Regions from separate parts of the Columba livia genome. Here region 1 is linked to region 2. The links are chromatin contacts, called in public Hi-C maps. All regions are on one chromosome and are shown on one strand. Each heading gives the region's core, a stretch centred on a gene start, on an enhancer-like site or on the middle of the called end of the contact. The rest is flanking DNA. Distances are from core to core; before and after follow the strand shown.

Region 1 (7,117 bases), core at 3,885-6,384, 110 kb after region 2:
TGCTTTTAAGTTTATATTCTATTTATACTTGTGATTCTGTGTACATTGTGTATTAAGAACATCAGTCATCAAGTATGCATCTCTTTCCAAGCTGCAAGCTTCTGCTATAGATAGGGTACCAGTAGGGATAATAAATAGAAATTAAATTTCCTTCTTTCCCGCCCCCCCCCTTTTTTTTTTTTCCTTTTTTTTTTTTTTTTTGGTGGTGGGGAGAAAGCAATTTAGATGTTATGCTTCTGGATCCAAAAGGAAATGTGCTTGATGCTAAAATAGGCTTTGTGGCTCCAGTTTTCTCAGCTCTGCACCACCTGCCTCTAATCAAACTGTCCAATTACAGGAAACAATTGTTTTCTTGCTTTCTGCTAAGTGCAGAAATTCATCCACTAAAGGACTTTTTACCAAATGTTGCTTTTAAGAAAATCACTTTCACAGTTTGTTTGAAAAAATGTGCTGATGTTTATGTCCAGGATGCATGTTAGAATTCAAACATATGGTCACCAAGATCCACACAAGGTCATTCACAAAACAGTAATATTTATCTTAACTGATTGTAGGCTTTGGAAATCTCCGTTGTATTGGGAGCAACTCAGTGGACATTAATAGTTTCACTATTGTTGTGGTAAGCTGAGAATCAGGCCGTGACCTATAATTATCACGTACGTGAAGAGCACTGATAATACAGAAAGGAAATTGGTCTCCCCAGATATGCTTCCTTAATGTGAGACAATGACTTCAGGCTGTTTCTGAGCTGCAAATCTCCCAGGTGAAATCTTGCTGGAGTAGAATAAAGTAGAATAAAAAGCAGAGTAAGAGGATCCAGCTTTGGTTAACAATGCTTTCCTTGTGAAACTAGATCTCAAACCAAATTATAGACTTAACACAGAAATACATGAGATCACGTGGAGAAAGTGAATACACAGCTTGTCCTCTGTAATTTTAACAATGATGCTTACGTGTCTTCACCTAACAACTGCTTTTTATCTGCAAATAGGCAGATTGATAAGGAAAATACTAACAACATCCTCTATAATTTAGAAGCTTATCAATTATACTAAAGGTACTTGATTGCCTCACAGACTTCGTATGAAATGAAATAAAATAGGCTGAATGAGTGTAATGATCCTAGTTAAGAGGCCTGTATAAAAAAGAGATTTAAAACACTGTAAAATTTCCATGAGAAGCATAAGACAGCTATTGGAAACTACTGTGTAGAGGAAACATGAGGAGCTACTGTTCACTGTCTTATAACGGGAGAAGGTGGGGTGTATTTTATGCAATTGACAGTCGATAAATGCAAAACAGATAAATTAATAACTCATAGGCATTAACTAGTAAGTCATCAGCCTATGGAATTAATGTCCATAGGAAATCTATATTAAACTGCAGCACAATTGGCAGCATTGCTATAGCCATGTTGAGAGGGGTGATGTACTAAAAACTACTTTTGTTTCCACAATGTGTTTAATATGTCTGTGTGCTCAAATACAACTTGCAGCTATGCTAACTGGATCAATAGACTCTGGTTTCCTCTGTTAGTTGAATCAATGAGGAGGTGTTTGGTATACACTAGGAAAAGCTTTGGAAATTGGATACAATGCACTGTATGTATCTTTGTTCTTATAACTGTACTTGTCTATGCCTTTTTTTTTTCCTCCCACATTTCCCAGTTTTCCAGTTCTTCTGCCTTTTAAATCAAGATCAAGAAGGGAACAATGCTGGAGATTTCTATGTTGGCTGGCTTCTACTGTTTAGCAACTTTTTGGTTTTGTGCAGAAGTGGGGGTTGGGGAATATATCACTTTATTCCTGTTATTTCCAAGATTGCTTTAGTCACACTTGAATGGTTAATCTCGCTGCATTTATATGGATAGTGCAGTGGTATATAAGATAAGAATAAAAATTCAGTAACTATAGAACAAATATCCATTGCTTTTAAAAGAGAATAAAAGAGTAACCTAACACAAAGCAAATGTTGCTTGCAGTGCAGTAAAACCCAGACAAAATCTGAAATGCTCCATAAAAAGGGAGCCAGCCTGTTTACCAATTGTTATTCCTATGGCATGGGTGATTGTTTCATTTTATTGTGTAACCTGTTATTTATTACAGTGCCCATCAACATAGTAACATCCATTCTTCATATGATGGGTGCAAATTTATTTTACATATGTTAGCCAAGCAGCATGAATAAATAAAGCCTAACATCTCTGGAGCTCTTAGCTCCAGATACTTGAGAAGCCAAGCTAATACCCCAAATGACAAGTTCTTATGTCTAGTGGAAAGTAGGTGGGAAGAGACGCAGTTCCCAGCACTCTTAACATTGCAGTTTGTGCCTGTGTTTCTAAAAGGAGATATGAGGTTTGGTCCTAAATCTTGGGTAATGCAAGAGAAGAGGATTTGGAGAGCAAAGGAGGTTCAGAGCAGTGGATCGTGTTCCCTAAAGGTTCTTTTTATGGGTGAAAATGAACATAGGTATGTATGTTCTATATGTTCAATACATATATGTCTGTATGGACTTTTTAGAGTGATAAGAAGCTGGAGTGGTGGATGTGAAGGTACTGGGGTAAGAGTATGGTTAGTGGGTTGCAATGTAAGCGTAAGGGATTTAAATATAGAAGATATTCCAGCATAGACACTAGAAATGCTGGGAGCTGGCAGAAAAGAAGTGTCATACAGGGATAAATCTTGTCATTATAACACCTTATCCATTGAGATGAATTGACCCTGTTTTCCCTGCTGAAACAGGGAAAGTTTATCCTCTGATTTCCAAGTTTTCTTTCATATATTCCACTTGAATGGTCATCTCCTGTCAGTGCCTTGCCTTCCCATTTGAAGCATGCTCATCGTGCCAGGTGTGTGTGTACATGTGTGCAGGCTCAGAGGGCTATGGTCAGGCCAGCCCTGCCACCAGTGACCTGACGATCTGTGTGTTTGAGTGCACGCTCAAGATCAGGGAACCAAAAAGAAACAGTATGCTGAAAGAAACAAAGAAGGCTAAAACCAGAATTTCACAGTATTGGGTATTCTGCAGGTCCTGTGGTGACACTGCCCACCTGGAAACATGTGCTGCAGATCCTGTGTGCTCAATGGCAATGCAGCCTCTCCCCGCTGCATGGTGGGCAGTGGGCAATGCGAGAGCTGAGACTGAAAGCAAAAAAGCCTCAGCCAGCTGCGAGGAGTCTGTGAGGGGGAAGGAGGTCTCTGCACATCAGAAAAAGCTTTTGTCCACAATTTCTGCTCTTTCCAGTTGTTACAGGTCCTGGTGCGTAAACCTTCCAGTGTGTTACACTGGAAGCATTGAAGTTACACAGTTCTGCCTGCATGGGAGGAATATACTCACTATTATGGTTTCACACCCTTCAGCTCACTCTGGGACTATCCCTGGACAAAGAAATTTTTGTATGAAAGAGGCACACGTGAATCGCCCAGATAGCGTCATTGCTTTCTGCCCTTCACATGCTATCTCGCTGCATTTTCCCGCCTTTGTCACTAACCAGAATAGTGTTTTGGTGTGGGGCTTGCAACTAATTTAGCCCTATAGGAATAAAAGTCCTGAGTTTAAATATGCATGTCCAACTTTCATTTTCAGAAAAAAAAAAAGTGAAAAAAAGTCTTTTAACATGTGTGTCACATTACTTAATTATGTGGGAATGACCAGTATCCTGCAGGAAATGACTCAGGGTCCAGCAAGTCCAACAGCCAGCAGGTGCCCCCAGATGGCTTCAGAAGAAGATGCAAGAAACATGACCTTTGATGCAGTGCAAACATGGGCTGAAGTAGGATCGCGTTAGCGGGGATCAGCTGTGTGATTTTAATCAGGTAATTGCCACTCTACCACGGCCAATGATACAACCTTGGAAGAGGCTGCCATAGAAACTGGTGGCCCTCCTTTGGAACCTAAAGCAAAAACTGTTGGTCAGCCACATCTGTGGCAATTCCCTTGTGGGTCAGAATGATGTTTGATTTTGTATTTAACTGTACTGGTCAAAACCGTAATGAGCAAATTTAGCTTCTTAATTCTGGTCACAGTGCAAGTAGTTTCTAGAAAGAGACATAGCCTGCAAGATTATGATACTGGTCACGTGGCTTTTTGAGTGGGTAGCTGAACCATTTTAAGTGTAGGGAACATACGATAGCTTTTTGTTATGATTTCTATTTCATAGGACAGTGTTTAGCTAGTTATTCATGCTGAAATTCATTACTTTCAGGACTCACAAATTTATTTTATGACTATCTAACAGCTTGTCTGCATATTGGAACACAACCTCACAAATAGCAGCACAGAAGCATTCGCAAAATTAATTTAATTAGTATTCTACCAGTTCTGGAGCTTAACTACTGTGAATAGGTGTTGCACAGGCAGTATAGTTTAATGGTTCCTGGAGTATTTTAATTCAGGACTCCACAACCTAATTTTTCAGCCTCTATGCTTGTGAAAAGAGGGTCACAAAATCTTTCAGTCTGCCCAGCTGTAAAATGGTATGCATATATTTAGGTAGCTTAACTAAAATTGGTAGCATGCATTGAAGTATTTGGATGAAAGCTGCTTACAGTGTAAGCACAAAGTATTATTATTAGAAACATTATTACATTATTAGCAGTATGGCTTACAATGAAAAACTCTGAACTTCTGGCTTTAGGAACTGTTTTTTTTTTTGTTTTGTTTTGTTTTAATGTAAGTATTCAAGAAATCAAAAATAGACAAAATAAGGACATAGATGTAAAACAAATAACAGTGATGTTAACTTTATTAAAAAGCTTCTTTGTGGTATCAGACAGGAAGTGAAACTGCTTTCAAACTGCAAATATTTCTCAATCATTTCATGCACCAGCGATCTTTGTAATAGGTTTTCTGTTGGTTTTTGCAAAATGTTCAGATGAGCAGATAAAAGTTCAGACACAAGAGGAAAGGCAGTCATTTTTCTTGGGTTTCACTATCCGTATGTTTCATTCCATGATTCAAAGTGACCTTAGAGTCCGTCTCAAAGAACAGATGTGCACACTGAAAGTTTGAGCCCTCACTGTTTTTTAGGGGTCATTCCTTTTCATAAAGCAGCAGCACTGCATGCTCACAGCCAGCTAACCGGCTCTGGGTCCCGCCTGGTGCTTGGTGACAGAGTTCAATGAGAGAGAGCTGGAGCAGAAACTGAAGCTCCCAGCTCTTCCTCCCCCTCTGCTGGGATGCTGCCTTGCCACAGGGCTGGCTGAAGGGGAACGTGTCCCTGCACCTCGGCCGGGGGACCTTCCAACCTGCTGTGCTCTTGCCAGCTCCTGCTGCGCCCAGGCCCTAAGCCCTGCTGACTCCAGAGGGGACACTTGTTCTGCTAAACTGTCCCTGGGATGGTAGCTTCCCACAGAGGGACAGAGGCCACAGCTGGCAACAAAAAATGCTTCATCCATCCCGGTTGAATCTGCCAGTGAATGTGAATAGACACTTTTAGGTTTTGTGCTACTTGGAACTACTTTTCTGGCTCTAAGTATCATGTTATGTTGATCCCAGAGGGTCAAGTACAAAAGTATTGAGCACTTAGAGATACTAAATGCCCTTACTTGGTGGATTAATGGGGCTTGAGAGCACTTGGCAATAGGACTGCTCAAAACCTTCCATTAAAACTGTTCTTTGACAGAAAAATAGTTTTTTTTCATTAAAAATTGAAAGCTCGAACACTGAAACTTCAGCTAGCATATTCACTGCTGCACCTGGGTCAGACTGGGAAGGCACAAGGACTAAATGTTAATTAGATATCTCTTGACTCAGTAATTCTTGCTAAAAATGCTGTGTGTGGGGCATCTAGAAGAGCAGCAGATGTTGTGGTAGATTCTACTTGTCTAATTCTGTAGTTTCTAAATAGACAACACCACCCCAGTCTCTGCCAATGTTTTATTCTTACTGTACAAAAATGGAAATAAAAAGGTAGAAAAAGCATACACAATTCAAAATTTTCAAGGTAATTCCATTTCACAGTGTTCAAAAGTGGTCTGGTTTGAAGACTTCTTGGGTTACATTTCAGTCAAATGTTTGTCTAAATTCTGACAAATTCAAGTCATGGTAAATTGAGAGAAAATTAAGTTTTTGAAAAACTTTGCAGACCTTCTCTGAGGATTAAAACGTCTTACTTTTTGTAAGAATATATATGGTAACAATGTTTACCAGGTCTAGACACTGGCCTGGGATTTGGGAGACCTGGATTCATTTCCCTATTCATTTTATGATTTTCAACATCACGCAGATTTCTGGTGCCCCATTGCAGCATCTGTAAAACATGGGTGTTGTGTTTACCTTGCAGAGGTGTTAGGGGGATCAGTATGTTGAAGAGTCTGATGTGCTCAATTACTGTGCTTGTGCAGGACAATAAAAAGTCTGAAGGCTGTACATTTATTATTCCCTGGATTCCTATTCTTGACGTTTTGCTTTGCCAAACACCGAAAATCGCAAAGTTCTCTAAAATCGTAACAATTTGCTGTTCCTGCTCTGTTTGTGTGCTCCAAAGCCTACAAAATTTTAGCAGAATCTTTGCAGCGACTTCATAGACTTTATGTTGGACTTTAACGACCTCAGGACCTGTGTGGACCAAGGTATGTCTTGTGTGCTGAACGTCCTCACATGACAGATGCTGACCTCAAGACTGCTGAGAACTTGTCAAAATCTATGTTTCATTAGATACTATGTGCTTGTTTGATATCCGTGAATTTCACAAGCGTGATTCTCACAGGAAGGAAAACGTTTAGTACCCAAGAAGGATTGCTCCATTTGCTCCACTTGCTCCTCAAAATGTTTAGACAGCTAACGATAGTGAGGTAAAGCCACTGATATCATGTTGTGTCACAGGCAGGCAAGCAGAGACCTCAGTGTCACGGGTGATATCATTAATGGGACAAGACAACTAGAAGGAGGGGATGGAGCCTCTCCAAGCCACGCAGGATGTCGGTGGCTGCAGGCTGTGCTCTGGGTGTTCTGGGAACCTTGATTCATTATCGTCAGTGCACTGTTTGCACAGCATTTGTGAGTGCTGTAGAAATGTTTATAAACAAGTGTCAGATAACAGAAGAAGCACTTGATGAGCTCTCTAGTCATGCAGACTGCAGATCGAGAGGCACTGATGATGATGAGAAGCTGAATT
Region 2 (6,106 bases), core at 1,410-3,909:
AAGCATGAACATTCCAGTGTGGAAAGGCAACAGTCACTTCATCATTCTAGATCCCATGTTAACGCATCACCAACTCTCACATTCAAAGCCTTTCTACAGAAAATAGTTGGGGGACTAATAACCACCCACAGCCCTTAATTCTGAGTGATTATTCTAAAACCAAATTAACAGATCTGAGCTGTTACTACTGAGAACAAAATAATCTATAAGGGTGGGGGGGAAAGTCAGCAGCCCATGGGAAATGTCTCAGGATTAACTGCTTTTCTGTATGTTTCCAAACACTTTGTCAGTAGCATCCCCTCTGTCATAAATTACTTTTCTTGTTCCTTTTCACAGTGTTCACAGACATAGCACTTTGTTTGGAATATACACTCAAATAAGATTTTGCAAGTTACAAGAGTTATTATTCAGGTAATTTTATTCTTTATGTTCTCTACATACTTGAATTTTTACTTTGTAGTCATAACAGAATGAATAAGTATTTAAAAAACAACCCACAGAACACAACATAAATCAAAGCCAGCAAACAGTTGGTCCCCAAAGAATAAAGCAAGCAATCAGTTCAATAAACACACTTGATTTATTTTGTATAAAAAGGGTTAAGTTTACAACTAAACTTTTATAAAAAGTTTAGCATGATTAAGTACATCATTACACTTTTTGCAGAAATGTAAATTTCTGCCACTATACAAGAAAACTCTAATTAAAGAGTTCACAACGTTTCACTCATATATATATATATTTATATATAAATATATACACAGCATTCAGTCCTAGGTTTGTGTCAAAAAGGTAATTTTGACCACAGACTTTCCTAAAAAAACTGAACACTGGATCCTTCTGGTACTCACGCTCCACCTTTGGAAAAAAGGCAAAGTCTGCTTTAAAATGGGCAACTCCTTGTGAGATTTTTGTTTCGCTCCCCACGTTGGGAATAGTATATAAAGGAAGCCTTCCAACTAGGGAAAGGGTATTTAAGAGTCTCTTCATAAATAACTAGGTTCAGTCCAAGTTGCAGAATGGGGAGAGGATAAAGATCAATCTTGATATTTTCTTCTTCATTAATTTTAAAAGGTCCTTTTAGTTAGATGTGGATTTTCCCCTCCAGATACAGCTGAAAAATAAATTCAGCACCTCAAAAAAAAAAGAGATCATGTAGCCATTTTCTTGTGCAAAAAAAAAAAAAAAAAAATCTCATCAGTGGAACACCTGCAAGAGATTGAAAAGAGGCATATTTAGGAGAATGCTAACAGGGCAGAGATCCGGACAGACTGGCGCCAGAGAGGAAGCCACAGTTTGAACATTTAACCAAACACTCAGAGATTGGGCAAACCCTGGCGTCCAGATGCAACACATACACGCTCACACACTCGCTCTCCAGAGCACAAACTGAACATTAAAATAACTTACACTCAAGGGAAAGGGTAAAAAGAGGATTCTCAGTCCAATCTCTATTTAGATCTCTGTAAACGCAATGCTCAGAGGCGCCAGTCTGCCTCTTACAGCAAATTACTTGATTAAAAGCAGTCACTTATTTAACTGATAGCGCAGACAATCCCACATCACAGAATCTGAGGAATTGTGCCAAGATTCCCAACTTAATCAGTTACTTTGGCCTGGGAAGTTAAGACTCTAAGAACAGATAACAAGAGAATTTGCATTAAGGAGCGAGCAGTATCAGAGCAGCCTGTGCTGCCTAATGAACCTTAGCAACAAAATACACGTTGGACTGCAAGACTTAATTACTAGTTTAGTTTCTTATTATAAAGACATCTCCTAATGAATTTAAGACGATTTTTAGAAATGACCATCACGCCTCCCATTTCCCCAGGGAGACACTTATTATTTTTCCCTCCGAAGTTTCGAAAGAAGAGGCACTGCACTCACCGTTCGATTCAGCCACAAAGTGCTTTGCTGTCGCTTGACATGAGCTCTGAGGGGAACTCGGACGCCTGCGAGGAAAAAACAGCACAGGTGTGAGGAGAGGGGCCCGGGACCGGGGGAAGCGGGACAGAACCGTCCGGGGCGCTTCCCCCCTGCCGCACGGCGTCTGCAGAGCCGGGTCATCCCATCCCATCCCGCCCCGTCCCCGCCGCGGCCACCGCGCTCTGCCGTGAGGAAAGACATTTATTTCTAGTTGTAACCCCACGCTGGAGGTCGGCGGAGCGCCGGGGGCAGAGGGGCCGGCGGTTACCTGTAGCGAGAGGATGCTGATGTCTGTGTTGAGGGTGGTCAGAGGAGTTCTGGAGGAAGGGTTCTGCCCGGGTCTCTGGTGGTGGAGGCTAACGATGCTGGGGTGCGAGTCCAAGGCGATCTGCAGGTCCAGGATGTAGTCGATAACGTGCTGCAGGATTTCCATCTTGCTCACTTTCTTGTTCTGCGGGATGCTGGGCACCAGCTCCTTCAGCTTGGAGTAGCAGTCGTTCATGTTGTAAAGCAGGCTCATGGGGTCATCCACCGGCGTTTTGCTGCGGGAGATGCCCAGGTTGTGCTCCGAGAGGCCGCTTTTCCGGACGGACCGCACGGGGCTGAAGGCTTTCATGCTGGCAGGCGGGCGGAGAGCGCGGTTCCACGGACGGGAGCGGAGCCTGCGGAGCGCTGGCGCTGCCTCCCCTCTGCGCACTGCCGGAGCTCGCACTGAGGCGCGGGGCTGCGCGGCCTCCTCTTATACGGCCGCCGCCGCCGAGCCCGGCCCGCGCTCGCTGCCATTGGCGGCCGCCGGCACGTCCATCACCCCGGGGCGCCCTCACTGGTGGGGCGGACAGCGCGGGGGCTGCGCGGGCCTTCCGCCTGGAGAGCCAATCCCGACTGGGGGCGTGGCCGCGCCGCACAGCTGAGGGAGTAAATAGTCGGCGGCCCCCGCCCCCCCCCCCGCCCCGGTGGAGTCGGGTCTGCCGGGAGGGAGCGGGGCTGCGGCCTCGGGGGCAGCGCTGTGCGGGGACCGGAGCGCGGCTCTGGCGCTTTAGTCCGCGCTCGTTCTCCTATGGAGCGGTGGGTGTCCCTCCGCTGCTCGCCTCTCTGTAGGGGCACGGAGCGCCGCCGGCTGAAAGCCCGCACAGCAGCTGTGAGGGCCGGCGGTGCCGGAGCCAGGGGCGCGGAGTGCGGGGCAACCGGGTCGGGCTGTAGCGAGGGGCTGAGCCTTCCTAAAACTCACTGTGAGGCAGAGCATCGAGCGGGTTTTCAAAATAAAAACCGGCAGTGCAAGGGGACGGCCGGGTCAGCGGCGGAGCACTTCGGGCTGCAGATGTGAGCAAGGGCGTGTAAGCATCAAAAATAACGATAAAATAAAACTGTAAAACCAACTGCAGCTTTCTGCCCTGCCGAGCACAGGACACCCAGAGCCCTGCCGGAGTCAGGCGTCACTGTTCGCTCCCGGCTTCCCGAGGACAGGGCTATTTTAGATGATGCTATTAATTGGAGATCATTAAGCAAATGTGCATATTGGAAGTGCATTTACATGTATTACCCTTGAACGGCTGCTCATCTGCACCCTATCAGTGCTTGTGACACAGTACTGTCATTAATTATGCATAGATTGTTTCTGGTGACAAATGCAAATACTTACTACCCGCTGTACTTTTTGCAGCTTTTGGTTGCAGCCAATTAAACCTCTTCCAGAAACACTCCAGAGGAAAAAGTTGAGGTTTTTTTATTTAGCTGGAGAAGCAACTTGGATTTTTTTAAACTTTAACCCCATTATATTTTTCCATAGTTTGCTTATGCTGTATAACATACCGACATAACTTCCACCCGTCTTTTCACATATTACCTTGAGGAAAGTTAGAGAAGTGTGGACTTACATATGCAATTGATATGTATGGAATTCTACACAAAACGCAGCAATTCTGTAATAACCACCTGGATGCTTAAACTACTTCAGTGTTCACTGCAAACAAAAACGTAGTAACGGCATAGATCCACAAAATCAGTGAGGGCTGTGCTGTCAGTCATACCTATTAAAAGCAGACCAACACTGGGTTTATCTGCGCTGCTGTTGCATAGCTACACTGAAGGAGCTGGGGCTGTGGGGGAGGAACGTTGCAGACACTTGGAGACAAAGCTGCGGAGAGCTGGATCAATATTTTTTTCCAATTAACGTGGCATTCCTGAGCTGGTGGTTGGCTATTCTCTAGCAGGACATTTTGGCGACTGTCACCCCGGGGTGTTTGCCCCGGGGCTTTTCTCGGGGAGGGGGGATGACTGTAGGCGGTGGGCAGGCTGGCCGGAACACAATTCAACGCGTTTGAAATGCGAAGGGTGAATCTCGACATTCAGTCTGATAGGAAGACAAACACATTGTTCAAGTGCAGTTAAAAAGAGTAAATAATTAAAAAAAATCCCACCCTGTCAATTAATGACTCGATTAAAATCATCACTTAGAGCGACTTAAGTCCTTCACATCATTAAAATCTCAACTGGTACTTGGTCTGCTGCCACAGGTTTTAGTCCTTCACCGAGCTTGGGTTTCTGGCTCATGAATACACCAGTGGAAGAAATTTTGACACTGTTTTTGGTATAATAATAGCCAACGTAAACAAGTACGTTGAGACTTCTCCTGTCATTATTTGTCATTCTTGGACAGCGCAGCAGGCTTACAGTAACGTCCGTCCCGGTTTTGCAGAGGACCCCTTTGCAAGTGGTTTCGGTTTTCCGTACTAAGGGCTTAACATGCTTTTTAGGACACTGAGAAGTTGTGCGAGGAGAGGCTAAACTGGTTATTTTTCTGTAACCAAACGGTTGTCATGTGCGCGTTTTTCACGAAGAGTATAGCCTGCGAGTAAGCAAGCTCCGCTCCCCCCGGCAAGGGGCGAAGAGTCTTTTCTGACATGGCATTCCCTCGGTTCTGCTCTTTGAACCCTTGGCAGCGGCCCGCCGGTTCTGCAGGCTCCCCGCTCTCACACATGCCACTGCTCCGGCTCGGCAGCCCGGCTGCCCGCGCCCCGGCGGGGAGACGCGCGGGCAGCTGGGGAGACCCCCGAAATCAGCGGGGCTGCGAGCGGCTCCTCGGGGCTCTTCCCCGGGATCTCAGGGCTCGTCCCAGGCGGGACGGGCCCCCGGGATGGCGGGTGCTTCAGGGAGCCGCGTCCGCCTCTTGTTTTCAGCCGGGATTTTACAGCCGGTTCCCAACCCCGAAACGCCGCGCAAACATCTGCTCGGAACCCGTCGCCGCTCGCCATGCACAAAGTGCCGCTTTCTCCTCCGCACCCCCACACACCCCCAGCTCCGCCGCCAACCACAAACCCAGGGCTCCGCTCCGGGGGGGTGCGGGCCGTCCCGCCGTGGGGGGCCCCCGGCGCCAGCCCGCGGCAGCGCTCGGGTGCGCGGCGGCGGGTGCGCGGCCGCCCCCGCTCCCCCTCCCCGCGCCCCGGGCGCCGCGCCCCGCCCCGCCCCGCGCCCGGGGCCGGCCCGGACTGCGCGGCGCCAGCCCCGTGACATCAGCCCCTCGCCGCCGCCCCCCCCGCCCGCGCCGCCCGGGCCCGGCGGCGCCGCTCAGGCGGCTGCCATGGCGACCGGGGCTGCGCCCGCGGCGGCGGCAGGCGGCGGCCCGGCCCCGCTTCCCCCTCCCGGGCGCACCTGCAGCGGGGGCCGCCGCCGGACGCTCCGCTTGCGGGGGGGTGGTGGTGACGGCGCCCGGGGAAAGGGGGGAGGAAAAGAGTGAAACGGGCAAAAGAGTAAAACGGGACCTGGGGGGGAGCGCGTCCGCGGGAGAGATCCCAGCGCCGCTCGCCCCGCGCCGGGCTGCTCCGCGGGGCCGAGAGCCGCGACCCGGGCGGGAATGAGCGCGCCGGGCTGCCCCGGGTGCGCTGCGGAGAGAAAGGGGGAATTTCTGTCCTGTGTTCACCCTCCCCCCCCAAAAGAAAAAAAAAAATAGGAAAAAGCACCCTTTTTATGGGGGTTGCCTGCGCTCTGGCTTTTTGAGGTCTCCTGAGAGCAGTCCCGGGGCCACGCAGCCGTCCCTGGGGCCGGGGCTCCCGGTGCGTGACAAACGGGGGACCAACAGGGCTCCGGGCCGGGCCCGGGGGCTGTGTTCCCCCCCGCCACCGTCAGGGACCGGCGAGTTCCTACGCGCGCCCTATCCCGTGCCTCTAGTTAAATTTATTTATCT

Evidence for each region. A called contact is a pair of places that touch in the nucleus more often than the background predicts.
Region 1: a Hi-C map of crop shows a contact between it and region 2, with 1.9 times the contacts expected there. The contact joins the enhancer-like site here to the promoter of ID2 in region 2. A contact is called at or near these places in 2 of 2 Hi-C or Micro-C datasets (crop and liver).

Annotation. Positions count from the first base shown.
Region 1 is chr3:17,417,422-17,424,538 of bColLiv1.pat.W.v2, forward strand. No RefSeq gene overlaps it. Among named protein-coding and RNA genes, the nearest start is that of ID2, 110 kb to the left of the region's middle. Within about 2 kb of position 5,135, at least 1 of the 3 cell types and tissues checked has an H3K27ac peak away from gene starts, as active enhancers do.
Region 2 is chr3:17,312,613-17,318,718 of bColLiv1.pat.W.v2, forward strand. It overlaps ID2 (inhibitor of DNA binding 2), which reads right to left and starts at 2,660. Exons shown (of 3, transcript XM_005506815.4): 1 at 2,195-2,660; 2 at 1,888-1,952; 3 at 401-1,209. The coding sequence starts at 2,542. The coding sequence ends at 1,896. The region is part of intron 1 of LOC110362102 (a long non-coding RNA gene); the gene reads left to right.